Linked DNA regions of Urocitellus parryii: region 1 is linked to region 2. Evidence: chromatin contacts called from public Hi-C data. All regions are on one chromosome and are shown on one strand. Each heading gives the region's core, a stretch centred on a gene start, on an enhancer-like site or on the middle of the called end of the contact. The rest is flanking DNA. Distances are from core to core; before and after follow the strand shown. Region 1 holds the start of Abcd3 (ATP binding cassette subfamily D member 3). Region 2 holds the start of Arhgap29 (Rho GTPase activating protein 29).

What was found. Hi-C and Micro-C count contacts between places; a contact is called where the count stands out from the background.
Region 1: a Hi-C map of liver shows a contact between it and region 2, with 2.4 times the contacts expected there. The contact joins the promoter of Abcd3 here to the promoter of Arhgap29 in region 2. A contact is called at or near these places in 2 of 2 Hi-C or Micro-C datasets (liver and muscle).

What each region holds. Positions count from the first base shown.
Region 1 is chr11:74,694,631-74,701,291 of mUroPar1.hap1, forward strand. Abcd3 (ATP binding cassette subfamily D member 3) reads left to right here and starts at 1,463. Exons shown (of 23, transcript XM_026409618.2): 1 at 1,463-1,692. The coding sequence starts at 1,583.
Region 2 is chr11:74,556,000-74,562,793 of mUroPar1.hap1, forward strand. It overlaps Arhgap29 (Rho GTPase activating protein 29), which reads right to left and starts at 3,199. Exons shown (of 23, transcript XM_026409622.2): 1 at 3,054-3,199.

The DNA.
Region 1 (6,661 bases), core at 213-2,712, 140 kb after region 2:
TCATCTTCTTTGTCAAACCTTAATTGAAAGCTCTGGGCAAAACTAAGCATTTTCTTGCTTGAGTTCTCATGGTGCCTTGTTTAAAACTCCAATGTGGCGCTTACCATATGTATAATTTCTTTTTCATGTGTTTTCTCTCTACCAGCCTCTAGAGAATAGGGATTATCTGTTCATCCTTGTATTTCCTGTGCCAGGCATACTAATTACGCCAGGCTTACACAAGATAATGAAAATGTCCACATGGCAGCTGGAGAATTTAGTAGGAGCTTCACTTTTACATAACTTAGAATTGGCTGTTGAACACCCTACACAAGCCAATCATTACTGTATCAGGTCTTTATGATTCTTGGAATATGTATTAGGCAATTGCCAATTTATATTGAGAAAACACCTAAGGCACCACTGTTTTGTAGACTACTTCTAACATGTAGAAGCCTTTAATACGTGTATATATTATGTGAGAATTTATGATCTTACTTTTCTGACACTTGCTTTTCTCCAGTCTCAACTGAAAACTGTGACTCCTTAAATTATTGTGTATGTGTTAGGCTAAATGTTAGGGACAACAATTCTGCATCATAGAAGTCGGACAGCATAAGAATGCTGTAATCTGTAAACCCTTCCTGATTCTGGGAGTAAGGCCAGCATTAATACAACGCACGATTGTTATTTATGAATGTTGCTTTGCAAAGAACGGAGATTATCAAACTTTTTGTTTGACAAGACCCACACAAAGAAACACATTTTATGTCTCCACCCGCGATATATATCTACAAAAAACTGGAATAAAAACTTCTCAAAGCAACTCCTTTACTAAGTGATGTATTCTGAGATTTTCGTTGTGTTGTTCTCGAAAAAAAAAAAAAATCCAAAACTGCACCCCGCCCCCCCCAAAAAAAAACCCAACCAACCAAACAAAAAAACCAAAGTGGCGGTCCTGTTTTTCCAAACCGATTTCACCGGCCCCTAGAGGTTACGGTTTGGAAAACCCTCACTGGAAAAAGGAGTTCTTCCCACAGTCCCTGCCTGCTTTGTGTAAGTCCCAGTGATCATAAAGCCACCAGTTTTGTGTAAAAGGGGCCGCTCCCTTCTTCCTGAGCTCCTTTAAGAGGGTGGTAACGACCCATTACGGTGGGGGGTGGCGGAAGGCAGGGCCCACTGAGTCCTCCGCGCAGGCCGGGCCCGCTCTTCCAGTTCTTGTGAAAGCCGGGTGTAAGCGCACCGAGAGGGTAGGGCTGAAGCGGGGGTAGCAACGGGACCTTGCCGGGTGAGGAGAGGCAGAGGGAAGATCGCCTACGTCCCAGCGCCGCGTTTCCGGCAACCCCGTGGGGGTCCGCGCCTGCGCAAGGCGCGTCCCGGGACCGTTCCGGACTCCCAGCTCCCGCGCGCGCTCCCGCCGAGCCGAAGTTCGCGGTGGGCTTGGCGCTCGGGCGGCGCGGCGGCGCGCTCCAGGGGGCGGTCCTGCGTGGCCGGCACCGCCCTCCCTCCTCGCGGTCCTCTCCTCCCAGTCTCCCCCGCGCTTCCTGCACTAAGGTAGTTGCCGCCGAGTCCCCTTCGCCGGCTCGCCCGCCCTGGTGGTGCCATGGCGGCCTTCAGCAAGTACTTGACGGCGCGGAACTCCTCGCTGGCGGGGGCCGCATTCCTGCTGCTCTGCCTGCTCCACAAGCGGCGCCGCGCCCTCGGCCTGCACGGGTAAGGCTCGTGGCCGCGCCGCCTTCCCGGGCCCGAGCTGGCGCTCCCGGCGTGCACTCTCCGCCCAGCGCCTGGCAGACGAGTCCCGGTGCCGGCAGGATCAGGCGGAGAGAGGGCGGCCGCGGCTACAGCCAGGCTCCAATGTCAGGGTGTCCCCGCAGCGCCGGCTCCCCGGCTTTCCGCGTACCCCGCCGGCCTGTCGGGCCACCTCGCTGTACCCGCAAGAGTGAGAATTTTCTCCTGCGCCCACAAACAAATCTGCGACCCAGCCCGGAGGGCAGTCGCTCCTACTCGAGGGTGGGAGGAGGGGAAGCAGTGTGCCCATCCCTTATCCAAACCGTCTCATTTCTGTATCAACTTTCTGGCGGTGTTTTAGTTTTGTCATCTCATTTCCAGACAGACCGTGAAGGATTTGTTTTATGGACGTGGTTGTGTGATTTGAGGATGGGGATTGGACTCGCCAGGATAGTCGCTGTTGTCTAAGTCACTTGGATGAGGTTTGGCTCGATTCCGGAGTAATTGCTGTCATAGTCGCCAGGGTGATTCCTGTGAGCTATCCTGGGGCCACTTGGCATGGTTTTCTTCTAAAGTGCCCCACACCACCCCTTTGGAATTGCTCAATGAACGCCCTGACATTTCATCTGGAAAAACTGAATTAGTTTCGTGGTATTTGTCGGACAAAGTTCCCTCTCTTGGCTTTGTAGGTGAAAGGTAAAAGTGTGTTTTAGGTGAGGATCAAGATCCTTTTTAATTACACTGCACTGCTTTCACCGCGAGAGGATTTTCATGATGAGATTTAACTTTGGGGAGGTCATAAGATTAGAGGAAGAAAGAGAATTGAGTTATAGTTGTGGAATTGCAGGCATCATTTTTATTTCCTGGGCTACGGCAAGTGAATGAGAAAAGGTTAGTTCCCAAGCATTCTTGCCAATCATTACATGTGTCGTATTAAATCTTAGCATCCTGCTTTCATGAATTCTATTTCATTCATGTCTCTGGACAGGTACTTTTTTCTCCTGTTTTTGATTTGCTTGGTATATAAACACTAAACACTGACAGGTGGCTCCTAGTCCTCTTCCCATGAAGTACTTTCCAGCCGCCTCCTAACTAAAGTCTGAAGTGATGGTCCTTTCTTTCCTAAATCAGTTTAGCAAAGTTGAAAATAATTCACATCATGGGCTGGACATTTACAGTACCTATTCACTTTTCCTATTCTGTGTGTGAACTCCCAGTTGCAAATGAAAGTTATCAGTTATCTGGGCATATTCTGGTAGGAAATATTAAGTGCTTTAACTTGAATTGCATTTTTTGCAGAGAAGTGTTAGCACAGAAAATTGTTTTGACATGGGGAGGAGACTTGAGGATAGCTAACAGTTCTGGCATGCTTTGATGGTTTTTTAAAAAAATTTCATTGGACTACTACATGTATATAGAAAAGTATACATCATAAATCTAGAGCTTGAAGAATTTTTACAAGTAGAACACACCAGTGTAACCAGCATCCATCAGGATTATCAGCATCCCAGAAATCCTCCGCAGGCTCCCTTCCAGTTACAGTCCAAGGAAACTACTACATTGACTTTTCAAGATTGTCAGTTATTGAATAAGAGAAATTGAACACCATCTAATGGGCGGTAGCAATAGCAGTGAAATAGTATAATAGAATTTGTCTTGTTAAATTATTGTAGCTCTTCTTTCATCATGGTACATTTCTTTAAGCATCTCTTTTTGAGGAAGTTTTTGAGGTGGCTGAATTATGCAACAGTTAATTTACTGGACAAAAGGTTATTGTTAATTTTTTGTATCAGGAGTAGGAAAATCTTTATTTTACACATCAAGTATTTTGTGGGAGGAGAAGCAGATTATGAGCAGATAAATGTGGAGTTGAAATTACTGAATAAAATGATTGAACTGTTTTGAAATCATTAAGAATTGTATTGATGGGCTGGGGTTGTAGCTCAGTAGTAAAGTGCTTGCCTCTCATGAGGAAGGCACCAGGTTTGATCCTCGGCACCACATAAAAATAAAATAAAGGTATTGTGTCCATTTACAACTAAAGAGAGAGAGAGAGAGAGAGAGAGAGAGAGAGAAAGAAAATGGTATTGAGTCTGTCTTTGTAGATGTTATGTACTTCCAGAATCTTATGCCTTGCTTTTACTCACTACTTTATTATCACAGTTCAAAGATTATAAAATTCCAACCTTATATTTTGTTGACCTTTGGGATATCTTTTGTAACAGGACTAATTTTAATGTCTATCCGGTGCTTAATTAAGGAACATGTGATTACTAAGCCTTCTTTTGTCCATGTTGTTAATAGTAGGTTTGTCCTAGAATATGTATTCTCTTGGAATTGTATAGGTAATAGATCTAGTAAAACCACATTAAAGGTTACAAGATATTGTTATTCCAAACATTTGAAGAATGAGTAATTTAATGTTCTGGGTTATTTTAAATTTTTGTAAGTTTATTATTTTTACTAGTTAAATCTCATACATTTGCACAGCTTTTTATTGTGGAAAATTTCACACACATATAATAATATAATAATCCCCCTGTTCATTTTACTAGGAAGTACCAAGAATATTCTGATATTCTTTTTTTCACTATATCTACCAGCTCCTTACCCCTTGTTTTTACAGGTTTTTAGGTGAAATTTGTATACATTGAAATCTTAGTTATACATTTTTTAAGTGAATGGATGTACTTGTGTAATATATGCCTATCACAAATTAGAATTTTTCAGAGAAAAGTTTCTTTGTATTCATTTATAATCATTTCCACTACTATGCTAACTTTTTTCACTTTAGTTTTACTTAATCATACATTCTATTTTTATTATTATTTATGGGGAAAATGGAATCTTTTTACTCATGGATAAGAGCCATTTATTTAGTTCAAAGGAGTGTCTGTTTCTGAATGTTGTATTACTGTGCTAGGTGCTATAAGGGATATATATATATATATATATATACACACACATTATATATATATACACACACACAACATACATTTAAAAATATGAGACATCTTTTCTTAAGAAGCTGTTGTTCTTATTAAGGACAGCAAACTTAAATACAAGTATTTAAAATGTAAGATGATGACAGTGAAGTGTCTAGGCAGACGTGCCCTCAAAGTTCTGAGAAAGACCAGATTATTGTGTTTGAAGGGGTTAGGGTAGGTTTTATGAAGAATGTGCACTAAACTTAGGAAGGTGGTGGGAATGGATAATGAAATAAATTGAATATTATAGCAGTCTTTTATCATATTTTTGTGGCATTTATGATACGAAGAAACTTTGCCCTTTTCATCTATCTTCCACAGCTACCAGAGCTCTTTTTTAAGAAATGTAAAGTTGCTCATAGTATTTCTTCATTAAAATCTTTCAACTACTTTAAAATAAAACTTCTGTTAATTATTTGGTCTTTGACTACTTTTTGTATTTACCAGCCATGTGGAATTAATTTGTAATCTCTGAGGTGACAGGCTGTGCCTAGCCTTTGCAGACTGATTGTAATCAGTGTCATACCCACCACTTCTACCCTGTGATAGTTCTTTTTCTTGAAGATTCAGTCTACACTTAATCTCTTAGGTGTTTTCTGTCTTTTCCCTGTCTCCACACTGATAGATGTCCTCTGCTTTCCTGACACTCTTAAGCATCTCTGTACTATAGCAGTTAACATTTTGTATTGTGCTGGTTTCTTTTCTTGGCTTCTGCCTGCATCAGAGTTTCTTGAGGGCATGGACTGAGTAACCTTTAAGTCCCTATTTGGATCTACCATAGGATAGATAAGTGTTAGAGTAGATAAATGATTTGAAGTTATTGAAAAATCTTTAAGGGTAATTGAAATGCCTTGGAGATGTGGGACTAGTACAAACAAGTAGAGGCATTATCGTCACAGAAATGATGGTGTACCTAGTAGTATAGAACATAACCTGGGTAGTGGGAAACTGGTGTTCCAGTTTTAGAAGGCAGGGAAAGGAATCAGTCTACATTGCCGCAGTATTTTATTATCTTAAATGAAGCATAACAAAGCAGTTTCTTTCCCTTCCCATCAGTGATTGTGAAGTTCAGATTTCTTATCCTGGATTTCAGAGCCTTCCTCAATCTGGTGTCATTTTACCTGGCTAATCTTATGTGCTGTTGCCTGCCAGGGGGTGCTCTGTTCCAGATAGGCCAGTTTCTTATGCTGTTTGAACAGGCTACCCTCATTCTTGGCTTCTGAGCTTTATCCATGCTATTGGCCATAACTGAAATTTCTCTGTGTACTCTGTTCTCCAAATCTTACTATCCTTGAAGAGCTAATAAAGCAGGATTACCTCTTCCATGAAGTATTTAGCTATTCTAGATGATCTAAATGATGATCACTCCCTGTTTAATCTTCTGAAAAACACGTTTAAATGTCTTTCTTGATTTACCTAATCATGTTTATAGCGTATAATCTAGCGATGTGTTTTGATAAAGGGTATACCTTTACCCTTTACCCTTTTTAACACTCTAATCTATAAATGGTGGGGTACAATTTCCTACCCCAAATATATCTGAGGAGTTTCAAGAAGCTTGTGTTTTTCTTAGTCACACTTTACTTCACTTTTTGGCTTCTCTATTTTTAGATCCTACCTACATCTTGTCTTTTAACCTTGTCTCTTTGGTATCTGCCTTGATTTCTCTGAATCAAGATCCACAAAGCAAGGGTTTCTAGAAGACTTCTGTTGAAAATTTGGGAGTAGTAGTAGGGATTGTGTCCCAGCATAGTGAATATCTCAGAATTCTTTTACTTAAGAAATTGCTTGAGACTCACTGTCTTCTCTGCACTTAAAGAGTTCTTCTGTGATGGCCCCTCACCTCTGAAAATGTATGCCTCCTCAAGTCAGGATCCTTGGTCAGGAGTACCTCTCGGTTACTGAACTTACCGTTATCTGCAGTGGTGCTGAACTGACCCGACTAAAAGATAAGAGCCTCTTGAGCT
Region 2 (6,794 bases), core at 1,949-4,448:
GGGTTCATCAGGCATTAGGGTTCAACCTTGAACCATCTCAGACTTGACCTCATCCCTTCAAAGAAAAAAAAAATTAAATTGAAGCCATCAAACCTCAAAACCCAACCAAAATAGAATTGAGACAAAACCACTGAGCTTGAGGAGCCCGCAAACAAAACACCCCTTATAAATTCAAAAGACAGAGGTGAGGAGAAAAACACACCACTGAAATCCTAAAACACCTCAAGGGGAGTGATGAGAGCCCAAGTGGAGTAAGAATTACAATCAGGGTTGGCAGGAGCGGGGCAGGGACAGAGGCAAGTCCACAGACTTAAGCCATCAAGAGCACACATTCTGCAACAAAGGCACTTGGGTTTAGTTCTTCACTCTTGACAATTACTAGTCAGTGTGCTTGTGCTGGTTTTTAACTTTAATTTGCCTATGTGAGAAATGAGTAAAAAAAAAAAAACAAGGATCTGTTGCGACAACTAAAGGAGGCAAAAAAAAAAAAAGCAAGCAATTGGTGTGGTACATGCTATCAGTTTGCTTTTACTGTGGTCACCATCATCAGCTCCCAGCCATGGCTTACCCTTCCCTAATACTTCTAAAAACATGTTAATTAGCTCCCACCTCTTCCTTTAAAAGGAAGACTGTAGGGGCTGGGAGTGTAGTTCAGTGGTAGAGTGCTTGCCTAGCATGCTTAAAGCCCTGGTTCAACCTACAGCACCACAAAAAATAAAATATAAAAAGGAAGACTGTGACACTTGAAAACTTTCTCAACAACACAACCTGAAACATTCTTCAAGAAAAATAAAATTCTTATCTAGCGAGGTATTATTGCAGAATATCTGCTCTATGAACAGGGTGGCTCATTTACTTACAACCATAATAATATTATTAAAGACAATATTAAAGCGCATACCACCTTCCAAAAAAAAAAAAAAGACCAGAATGTGCTCCTAACCTTCTTAAACCCCCTTGTTTTGTTACACACATAAATACGTCTTTATATGTGTGGTTCATGCTGGAAGTGAATACAAAATTAAAGTAAATGGCAAACAAAATAACCCTCAATGCTTCAAAGCAGAAACATCTAAGCTGGATCAATGACATCCTGGTATACATTAGAGATAATCAGCAATTCTGCACAGGAAGGACCCCTTACCTTCTGTGCTTATTAAAGTTACTCTTTACCTTCAAGCTCACATAAAAACATCATTTCTTTCAAAATGCCTTTTCATCCCCTCCAATGAAAATAATCATCCCTGTACTTTTCCATAGGGGATTGCTCATACTTCTATCAGGTAACCCACATTATGCCTTGGGCTCTAGTTTTTGGTTATTGTATACTGCCACTCAATAAACGGAAAGGTTCCTCAGGGACTCTGTCTAGCATAAAGTGAAATCCTGCTAAATTTTCAGAGTGAATGCTGAAAAAATTACCATGGACAGGAAGCAAAATCCTTCCAGGATACCTCCTGGGAATAATCTCTATGGTAGTACTAACCCACTGGGACCAAGAACTCTTGTAAAAGCCCACATTCCTAGGTCAAGGGCTTTCACAGCTGGGAGGTGAAGGTGCTGATAACTGACATGGTTGTTCTATTTTAGGGAGGTGGAGGGAGCTGGAGTGACCATACATTCACTGAATAGTGATTTCTTCATCTCAGCCAAAGTTCGGTATCCTGCCAACTTGAGGACTGAAACTTTTCTACCTGGGCTTATCTTGCTTTCTTCAAATTCACTCTTAAAAAGTCTTATCAAAATCATGAGACCAGAGCTATATGTATTGTAAACCTAATGAGGCTTAAGTGTCACAGTTCCTCACTTGCACAGTTCTTACAATAAGGAAGCATTTCTAAGTAGGCATTTCTGGCAAAGTGCCTAAAGAAATCACTGGGGGGAAAAAAAGGATCTAAATCGCTAAGATATACATCTATAATGTGCTGTGATTTATTTACTCATCCTTAATACTCACCTTCCATCTAATTTTGAATTCTTTTTCATGAAGAGACCTCTACTCCCAAAGTCAATAAAGAGGTGAAGTTAATCCAAAGAGGAAAAGATAGCTATAGAACAAAAAGCTCTCTGCTGTTTTGAAATGGTCTTGGAACATTCACAAATCACCTAATGCTCCTCCCTTCCTCCAGAAGATCCAAAGAACTCAGTGGATGTCAAAGATCCAAACAACTCAGAGTAGAATCCCATGCTGGGAGAAGTAGTAGTGAAAAAATGAGATAAATCTGGCTCCAAGACAAGGAGAGTCCTGGTCCACTTGGTTTCCACAGAACCCAGACAGCCTCTGGAATACCAGATTTTTGATCACGGACGGGGTCTTGAAGACAACCAGGGCAACAAACTCAAAGGGACGTGCTCTCCCTGTAGTAGCTGCAATCTCCCAGCTTATCAATTCCAATTTTGCAAAGCACACGACTTGCCCTAGGGCCATGGTTGGGAAAAGGTGAATAGAAACAGAAGGGACAGTAACAAGGGAAGGGCAAAAAAGGGGTACGATAGAGATGCATCAGAGGGGGCACTCAGAAAGAAAGGGAAGGAGAGTGTTCCTGCACCTTTAGGCCCCCCTCCCCACCCAAAGTAGTAAACAACCAAGGCCTAGAAGAGGTGAAGTGTGTTAAGAAAAAGTAAATATGGAACACGGGATGTGTTTCTTTACCTCAGCCTTTGTACTAGTCAGAATGAAATTTCAGGAAATGTCACCAAACTTCCAAAAAAAAAAAAAAATCCCACTGGGAAAGACGGACATGAAGACCCGAAAACCAAGAAGGAAAAGTAAAGTCCGCAAGCCAGTCTCGCCCGCGGTTCCCGCGGCGTCGCCCCGCTCCGGCTGCTCACCGAGGTCCGCAACGTTCCCACAGCGCCCGCTCGTGACGTCCCGCTCGTGGGCGCCCTCGCCCGGGATCGATACTCCCGGAGGACCCCGCCCCGCCCGCAGCCGCCTCGGCCCCGGGCCACCGCGTGGCCGCCCGGACCCCGGACAGCTACTGGCCGGCGGCCGGCTCTGCAGTCCCGAACCCGGTCCGGCGCCAGAGCGAGCACCGCCGTCCCACACTCACCGCGGCGCTCCATCCCGCGTCCCGGACGCGGACGCCCGCCCAACGCTCACGGCCGCCGCCGCCGCCGCCGAGGGCTGGAGCTCGCCGTCCCCATCCCCCACTCACGGCCCACAGACGCCCGGCCAAGCCGCCGCCGCCCCTGCAGCCACCGCCACGACCGCGCTGGCCGCGGACGCACCGCCCCCGCCTCGCACCGCCCGCCCCCCGGAGTCCCGCCATTGGCCGGCGCCCGTGGGGGCGTGGCCGGAGCGGGCAGCAGGTGGGGGTGACCGCTGGCTCGCGGGGCACAGGCTGTCAGCTGCGCGGCTGCCTCACCCAGTCCTCAAGGTCCTGGGACGCAGGGGCTGCAGCTGGGAAACGGGACGAGTCAGGGGAAAATCACCTTTTGCACATTCCAGTAGGGAGCAAGTCTTCTGTCCTCGTTTAATTGGACATTTCTCAGGCAGACACTATAAATTCCTTCTCAGGACTCTTGTCCTCAACTTCTTTTATAGAACTACTTCTTCCCTCCTTTTGCCTTCTGAAACAAACATACATTTTGTGCCTAACTTTAAAACTTCCCCGCTTTTTCTTTCTTCAGCTGATTGTCATTTTCAAAAAACTACCTGAAAACATCAGTTATTAATGTACACACGGTAACTGGACACATTGAAATGCTCAATAAATACTAGTTGATTACATGTCGATTTAACCATGCAACTTCTTCTTACCATTAAATGCTGCTGATAAATGGGTCTCATTAACATAGTGGGGGGAGAATGGACAACCACAATTAAAGCATTTATCTAGATGTTGGATCACACATTATATATGGAAGGTAAAAAGCACAGTGTTTATACTGAATAAAGTGCTGTACATATTAGTTACACTTAATAGCTCTACCAAGAATATTTTTCCTATTGTCTATGCTGACACATAACAGACAGACCATGAATATTCTCTGACAAATGAGCAAAATTATGTAAAGGGTATTTGGAAAAGTCATTCAACCTCATCCTTCCCTTGAATCTTTTTCAAAATATATGAGACATCTGCCATATTCTCTTTCTTCTTTATTAATAAGAGGACATTTGATATTTGAAAACATTTCCAGAGAAATATGGTAGTTCACTTTTACGATAAAATTAAAGTATTAATTGACAAAGAATGACTGTGAAAAATCTGCTATCTGGCAGTTTCTTTGCAAAGAAAGGAATAAGGTGTTAATACTGCCACGAAACCCTCTGAAAGTGTCCCAAGAACTTGCCCAGAATTATTTTTTTAAATGTATTTTTAGTGGCAGATGAACACAATACCTTCATTTTGTTTTTATGTGGTGCTGAGGATCGAACCTAGTGCCTCACATGTAGGCAAGCACTCTACCACTGAGGTACAATCCCAGCCCCCTGAATTATTTTTTAAACCAACTGGCTGTGTGTGTGTGTGTGTGTGTGTGTGTATGTTTGATTGTTTTTTAACCATTGTTTCTCCATTAAAGTAGCTTGTGGTTATGGCATTAGAGAGCAGGAAATAACAGATAAATGAGAAATCAGAGGCATAACTTGATGATAATAAAACATATATAGCAGATGTTGTAGTATCACTATTTTATATTTATAGCATGTATTAATACATAACCACTCTGCCCATTCCTATGTTTCTTCATTCCTTTCATGATAAAGAATACCACTTTTACTCTGAAACCTTTCTCTTCTCCCCTCTAAAAATTAAGTATCCTATTTGCGATCATACTGTACATAGGATATTATTCTTATGGTATCATGGTGCTGGGCCAAGTTTATTTGGTAATGTGTTTTGTTCTGTTTTAAGATAGGGTCTTGCAATGTAACTTATGAAGGCAAGCCATCCTCCGGCCTCAGTTCCTCAAGTAGCTGGGATTACAGGTGCATGCCACTGCACCTGGCTATTTGGTGGTGTTTACTATGTAGATTTGAAGTTCTGCAGTACTACATTACTCAGTCTGATACAGAATGAGCCCTACTAAGTATTTTCTGAAAAATGTTGATGTTGAAAAACAAGGAATCAATTCAGTAAATCTGAGAATAAAAAATCTTCCAGGTTGCACTTATTTATTTTTTTACTATAAGCTATGCTCAAGTTGGTTATAATTCATGGAACCAAATGCAATGGCCACATAAACCTCATGCCTAAAGTAAAGGTGGTCCCAGATATCAGAGGCTGATCATGATGGTGCATGTTCCACATGGGCAGTAGAGGTGGGAGTCTAGCCTCTCAATGGACAGGTGCTCATCCTTCTCAGCCTCACTTTAATGGCAGTCTGTTTAGGAGGGTACAACACTGTCCACCAGGCTTATCCTATTTTTATTCATTCCACAAATGTTTATTGAGTACCTCCAATGTGTCAGGCATTCTTCTAAGCACAGAAGATATATCAGGGAACTTTAAATCCACTCTCAGCTTCTCCTCAACCAGGAATAAACAAATGCCTGGACAAGGGGAAGAAATAATGAGGTAGGCAGGAGTTACCCAAAGGCAGCCAGGCTCCTGGACTGCTGCTGTCCTTGACCTCACTGCTGGAGTATTTAGAAAGAACGACAAAGAGTCCAACAGGCCACAATGATTACAAAGCCTCCAGATTCCAAAGTGGACAAAACTCACCAAGCAGGTTATTAATCTTGATTCCATGATGGTTGTAATTGAGAAACAAGGAATCAATTCAGTCCACATGCTGAAAATGAATATGAAAGACATTGCAAACATGCAAGGATTCCTTGCTGTCACGAGGAAAGGAAACTGAGTAAGATGGACTAGTAAAAAGAAAGAAAAACTTGAGTATATGGATATGATATTATGACTTGATTAAGATATTACCATTATTATCAAGGTATTATATTTTATATTATTTTAAACTTTCTTGTAGAACTTTTGATGACATAAGCATCAGTGCTTGAGCCACACCATATCATAGCCCTACCTAATAGCCTAACAATATGTGTAAGGAAACTCCCCTAATAATTAATGGTCAGTGCAAAAAAAAAAACAAAACAAAAACAAAAAAACAATATTGGCCTTAAAAATGCAGTTACTGAAACTGCTGTAAATAAAGAGATGATAATGATTTGTCAGTTATAATAACTAGATATCATGGTTTAACTCTGTGTTACACACTGTCTTAATTATACTTAACATTTAGTAAAGTTAAATAGTCCTTACAACACCCTTATGAAATACTATTATCATACCCATTTTACAAATGAAGAACTGAGGCACAGACCAAAGAAGTTCGATGAAGAATTTGTGTGTGTGTGTGTGTGTGTGTGTATGTGTGTGTGTGTGTGTGTGTGTGTTGCTAGGGCCCAAATCCAGGAGCTTGGGCATGCTATGCAAGCACTCTACCACTGAGCTACACTCCCAGTCCCTCAATAAAAGAATTTCTGCCTGACCTTTATGAAAATTAACATTAGCATGAAGGTAAATTTGGCTACACTTTTCTTAGAAAAAGATGGTGGGGAAATTACTCCTTTTATTCTACCTCTTAAACTTTGTCCTTCTTGCTCTTCCCGGGATACCTGCTGTCCCCTCTACCTGGAATGGGTTCCTCCCACACATTTATTTCTGTGATTTGTCTCTTGCTCCATTCTAACTTTCCTCAAATGGTCCATATCAGCAATAGGGTTTCGTAGAAAACAACACTCTCCTTTTTGATACTCCCTATCTTCCTTACTCTGCTTTAATTTTTGCCATAGCACTTACCCCCTCTACGACTTGATATAGTGTCAC